2 separate regions of the Manis javanica genome follow, and region 1 is linked to region 2. The links are chromatin contacts, called in public Hi-C maps. All regions are on one chromosome and are shown on one strand. Each heading gives the region's core, a stretch centred on a gene start, on an enhancer-like site or on the middle of the called end of the contact. The rest is flanking DNA. Distances are from core to core; before and after follow the strand shown. Region 1 holds the start of YARS2 (tyrosyl-tRNA synthetase 2). Region 2 holds the start of LOC108398423 (dol-P-Glc:Glc(2)Man(9)GlcNAc(2)-PP-Dol alpha-1,2-glucosyltransferase).

Region 1 (2,786 bases), core at 255-2,754, 620 kb before region 2:
CTTGCGTGCTTTCACAGCGCTCACTCTGTTTGGCATTTGTTACGAACTGCAATTTAACCAGTGACTTTGGGCAAGGAACGAGGTGCTGCAGTAACTACAGCCTAGAAAATGGTAGAGGCTGGGTAGGAAATGAGAAAACTGGACAGAGTGGAAAGTCAGGCAGAGCTCCTAAAGATGTTTGAGAAGTTTTTTTAATGAGTAGCACATGCGCTAGCCCTGTAGTTCATCTTCCTCAAGAAAATGCCAATGAAATCTACAGTATTTGCCAAATATTTGGAATTAAAGAAAATTGTGTTGAGACTATCACTAGCTTCACGGAAGCTACTGAGCTGAAGCGGAGGCAACTCACGGACGCCTGGTCGCGTTTTAGTATAAACAATGAAAAGCAGTTTCTCAATCAGAAGACCTACCTACAGAGGATGCACAAAAGAATTCGAATTCTGACTATGCGTCTAGTTCCTGCAGAGCTCTAGAATACGTCCCATTCCTAACGCCGTCAATTCAGCCCTTCAGTTCTTACTATCTAGTGATATTAACACCTTTACAAACCTTCAATCGGGATAAAGAACACTAAGGGCTTGAACAGGTCATAACTGCACATTACTAACAGCGTATCACAGGCCATTCGTGTATAAACTATTTGGTCCCAGTAGTTTTCGGGTCTAGAGGCGCTTACTTGTGGATGAACTCGTATCCGGACACGATATTGCCCAGCTGATCAGACCCACCCAGCTGGACCCGGCATCCATAACGCCGGAACAGGTAGTAGAAATCATAGGCCTGGAGCACCTGGTACAGAAACTCGGCCAAGCTCATGCCCTCGGGGCTCTTGAGCCGCGATTGGACGCTCAGCCGGCTCAGCAGCGTGCCCATGCGGAAGTGGCCGCCCACCGCAGCCAGGAAGTCCACCAGGTGCTGCTCCTGGTACCAGCCCGAGTTGTCCAGCACCGTGAAGCTGCCCCAGGCCCGCCCGTTGGTGAAGAGCTGTCGGTGATGGGCTTCCAGGGCCTCGATCCCTTGGCGCAGGGCCTGCGCGTTGCTCCGCACGCGCTCTGCGTCCAGCGCCTCGCGCTCTTTGGTACGGCCGCTCGGGTCCCCCAGGCGCGCCGTGGCACCTCCCACCAGCGCGATCACGTTGTGGCCCGCTCGCTGGAAGTGAAACAGGCCCAGCAGCGCCAGCAGATGCCCCACGTGGAGCGAGTCGGCCGTGGGGTCGAAGCCGCAGTAGATGGTCTGGGGAAAGTTGCCCGCGATGCCACGGTCGAAGAGCTCTGGGAGCTCTATGTTCGTGCCCCTCTCGGGGAAGAACTCCTTGAACAGGCCCCGGGCCTTCTGCACGGCCAGCAGCCCCTGAGCGCCTGAGTGGGCCTCTCGCAGCCCCAGGGACAAGATCCCCGATGGGTCTGGGGCACTAAACCACCGAGCCCGGGAAAAACAGCGAAACACGGGCGCAGCCATCTTGGCGTGGCGCGCAGGGAACGTTGGGATTTTAGAGCTTCCCCCGCCCCGCCCTCCCGGAGCGCCCGCCTCCTGAGTCCCACGGAAGTGGCCGCGGGGTTCACTGCGCATGCCCAGGTAGGGCGGGCGGGAGCGGCGGGATGGGTGACCCGGCGGGTGCTGGCGTCCTCACTGCCCGCGGGGTGGGGTGGGGGGGTTCCTCCTCGCGTCCAGCTGCCTTAAGTCCCCTAAGATTTACTTTCCTCATCCGGAACGTGGCCGTGTTTACGGTGATAGCTCCTACCTCACAGGGCTGTGGTGAACATTAAGAATCAAAGAGATTGGCACAAGCTCCGTACAAATGTTAACTTTGTCTAAATTTTCACTTAAAAAATTGGGAGGCACAGGTTCTTTGAAGTCTTGGTCCTATGCAAAAACTTATTGCAGAGGCTGCGAGGGGTTAGGAGTCGGTCTAACTTGCGGAGAGAGGGGGAGTGGGCGCCCCGACGGCCGCCCTTCCGCAGGGCAGATTCCCCACGTGGCCGGCGGCGGCGTCCCCGCCGTTTCTTCGCTCCTCCAGGAGGCGGCAGTCCTGCCCAGGCTACAGCGGGAGAGCGTTCGGTACAGTGAGTTAAACGCAGAAAGAGCCTTATGTTTTATTTATTTATTTAGAGTTACAGGCAACCAGGTGGGACGCGGACGTGATTAGTGGATTCAGATTAGTGATCCCGCTGCCGCAGCGCGCCGGGTGCTCTCCGTGCTCCGGTCACCGGGGACGGGCGTCTCGCTGGCAGCTGGCTGGCGGGGGATCCCGCCTCAAAGCCACATTTTAGACTCATTTCCAGGACCACTTTCAGTGCCAGCTGGCTGACCTCGAGTTCCCCGGGAAGCGGACTCGAGTCAGAGATCTGTGTGCAGAAGGATTATTAGGGTTTGCTCTTCAGAACAGTATCTGTAATGTCCTGGTGGAAGCAGGGTGGGCAGAAGAAGTTGAACAGGTTCCCAGAGGCCTCGGACAATCCCCCAGCGCGCTCTGGAGCGGGCATTTCCTCTCAGAGGCATCCTGAATTGAAACAAGGGGGCAGGCCTTTGTGCCCTGTTATTGCCCAGTCATTAAATGCGGGTGCCCCTGGAGAGGAGGCACAACCTCGGGCAGGGCTTTGGCAGAGGGCGAGTTGCAGGAGAAGAAGTCATCTGCGAACCATCAGCAGCCGATATATTCACCAACTGGGCGACTCAGTGCCTCGGTCCTGAACTGGGCATCTGGGTCCTGAGCCGGGCATCTGGAGTGCCCCAACCATTCCTTACAGGACCTTTCCATTGCTTCACATTATAGAGTCGTTTAACAA
Region 2 (2,960 bases), core at 343-2,842:
TTCACTCCCCCTCAACCCTAGCATAAAAATTCTCAGGTTGAATTGTTTCTGCGGGTCTTCACTTCCTTAAGAAGTCTCCTGCCTCCGTAAAACATATTAAATAAATTGCATAGTTTCTCTTGTCAGTCTGTCTTTTATTACAGAGGACCCAGTTGAGAACTTAAAAGAGTAGCGGGAAATGCTATTTCCCCTCCTCTGCAGCTTGTGTATCACAACCGAGCAAGTCATGGGGTCTGGGGCCAATTATCCGTAGAACTTACAACCTTCTAGAAGGCTGACCATCTGGACATGATCTCAAATAGGTAAGTACAGCATGGAATCAATAATAAAATGGGAAATAACAAAGAAAACAAAGATAAACATCACAAAAAGCACATGACATGCTTTTTGTTTCCAGAGCTTTAAATATGCCCCTCCCCCTTATTCACCTGCTGCCCTTCTTATTAATGAGGAAATAGCAGAGACTGAATAAGGAGGCAGTCAATTTAATCTGACAGTCCTGCCCAAACTGGGAGAGCTCTTACCCAGAGAAAGGGCTGAACTGAGAACCCTGAGATTTGCAACTTTAAACAAAACCTGACTCTTTCTGATGTAGCCGCACCAAAGACAACCTCAGTCCAATAAGTCATTTTTCTACAAAACATTGCCAACTCTGCTCAAGGCAAAATTACAGGACGTTATTTATCTTCTGTGTTCTTCAAACACTTATTCTCACCTCCTTCCCTTAACTTCCAATACAGGAAATGTGTGAAGTCTACGCCACCTGTAAAAGTCTACAAATTTAAGAACTTAATATGTGAAAGCCGTTTTGGGGGACTGCAAAGAAAAGTGATGCATCGTGCCACCCAATAAGATGCTTATGACTTAGAAGGAAAAGCAGAATGCTGCAATAGGGAGATTAACGAGAATCAAATTTACAGGCACAAAGCAGCCTTCCTTATCTCAAATACCCCAAATCCTAAAATAATTAGTCCCCAACTCCCATACCGTACCGTGGCAATCAGAGTGGACTATGAATGAGGATTTAGCTAAAACCCTATTCGAGAGTATCGACATTTGAAAGCATATGCTTTCAACGCAAAACATCCCCTAATTAAATTCATTGAGCAGTGAAGAATTTCTCTTGGTTTGCATTTTACCCTGAAAGTCTCAATCTTAGCCTCCACAATCAATGCTTCCCTCCCACCCTCCAAAGTTAAAGAGATCAAATGTTTTGGAATTGCAGGTTTTAGTAATTTAGTTCACTTGAAAGAAAACCAGTAACCGGGGGTAAATGTGCAAATCTAAGTGGCCATTGCAAACGTGGGGAGATGGCGCCCTCTGCTGGTAAGGGATGGGGACGAGCAGGAACAAAGGCGAAAGTGCTTTGCGGATGTAAACCGCGGTTTTCCTTTCAAAGCGTCCGGCCAAGCCTCTCCCTAGCCGCGGGCCGCCGGAGCCCGCCCCTCCCTGCGGCTCTGGCCACTCAGTGCGCCCCGCGCCACATGATTGACAGCGCAGCAGCCCGGTCCGTTACCTAATCTCGTCCTCGGGAAACAACGACCCGACCCTTCCGGAAGCTCGCGGTCCGCGCTCTCCCGGCAGCCTTTGCCTTCCGGCTCAGCGCGGTCCCGTCCGGCCAGTCCCGCCTTGCGCGCCCATTTCGAGCCAGTTATAAGCTCGACGATCCAGGCTCCGGAAGCTGGCACCTTCTCTCCAGGACTGGGTTCCTGGGCGGCGGCTTCGGGGTCGAGCATGGCGCAGCTGGAGGGTTACTACTTCTCGGCTGCCCTGAGCTGCACCTTCTTGGCGTCCTGCCTGCTCTTCGCCGCCTTCAGCCGCGCGCTGCGGGAGCCCTACATGGACGAGGTCTTCCACTTGCCGCAGGCGCAGCGCTACTGCGAGGGCCGCTTCTCGCTCTCCCAGGTGGGCGCCCCTCGCCCTGGCCTCCCTGCGCCGGGATGTGGCGGGCGCTGCGGTCCGGCTCCCGTCGCAGCGCCGACACGCTAGCGAGGGAACGGAAGCAGGTCTGCCTGCCGGGAATCGGGGCTCGAGGTCGGCCAGCGGGGAGCTGAGGGGCCGCCCCTCCGGGCAGCCGGTAGCAGCTGCCCCAGGTTTTCGTCCCTATCCCGGCATTAGAGGCCTTGGGCTGCGCCCACGAGCTGTCTGCGAACCCCGCTGCGGGTGGGCAGGGCGGGCAGGGCGAGTCTTCAGCCGCCAAGAAAAGTTACACGAATCCTGTCCCTGGTGGTCTCGGGAACCTTCTGGATAAACTGACAGAGAAGTGGGCTCATGTTTGAGTATATAATTAACACATAGATACATAAAAAAGTAGACATCCTGCCTTTTCTGATGGAGCAATACAGAATAGTGGTCAGAAAGAGAGTCTGGTTTGAGAAAGACCTGATTTTAAATCTTGGCTCTGTTACTGACTAGTTACATGGCCTAAGACGTTTTCTGAGTTTCAGATTTCTCATCAAAAAATGACAGTAACAGTAGGATCTACTATAAGGAGTGTTGCAGGATTAAATAGAGGATTTAGCCCAATTCCTGCTCGTTCATATTACCTGTCACTCTGGAGCCTGTGGTTTAAATTCTTTAAACACTTGTTTCTCTCCAAATCTGCCAGAGTCCCAGCTGAAGCGGATGGTTTCATCAGTTTTAAAACTGAAGCATTTGTAATTTTAGAACCAAAACACAGGCTCTCTGCAGAGGAAGTCTTGGAAAACGGATATTGATTTTAAATTGCCTTCTGGTTGCTGGTATCTTAATAATCACAACGCGGTGCAGAGGCAAAATTATAAGCAAAACTTTCCTTTAGAGAAGAATCTGATCTGCCTGGGTCTTATTTTCCTGTGTCACAGAATAACTTCTTGAACTGCCCCGTTGCTGTTTTAACGGTCGGTGTCCTTTGAGATCTTCGTGTTGGTCCTGTCGTATTACCTCTTGCTTTGCTTCATTGGCGGCCTTTGATTTTTTTT

What was found. A called contact is a pair of places that touch in the nucleus more often than the background predicts.
Region 1: a Hi-C map of blood shows a contact between it and region 2, with 9 times the contacts expected there. The contact joins the promoter of YARS2 here to the promoter of LOC108398423 in region 2. A contact is called at or near these places in 2 of 2 Hi-C or Micro-C datasets (blood and fibroblasts).

What each region holds. Positions count from the first base shown.
Region 1 is chr15:6,252,697-6,255,482 of MJ_LKY, reverse strand. YARS2 (tyrosyl-tRNA synthetase 2) reads right to left here and starts at 1,504. Exons shown (of 5, transcript XM_073223276.1): 1 at 677-1,504. The coding sequence starts at 1,458. LOC118970872 (a long non-coding RNA gene) reads left to right here and starts at 1,440. Exons shown (of 3, transcript XR_005059042.2): 1 at 1,440-1,575.
Region 2 is chr15:5,633,362-5,636,321 of MJ_LKY, reverse strand. LOC108398423 (dol-P-Glc:Glc(2)Man(9)GlcNAc(2)-PP-Dol alpha-1,2-glucosyltransferase) reads left to right here and starts at 1,592. Exons shown (of 3, transcript XM_017662414.3): 1 at 1,592-1,905. The coding sequence starts at 1,735.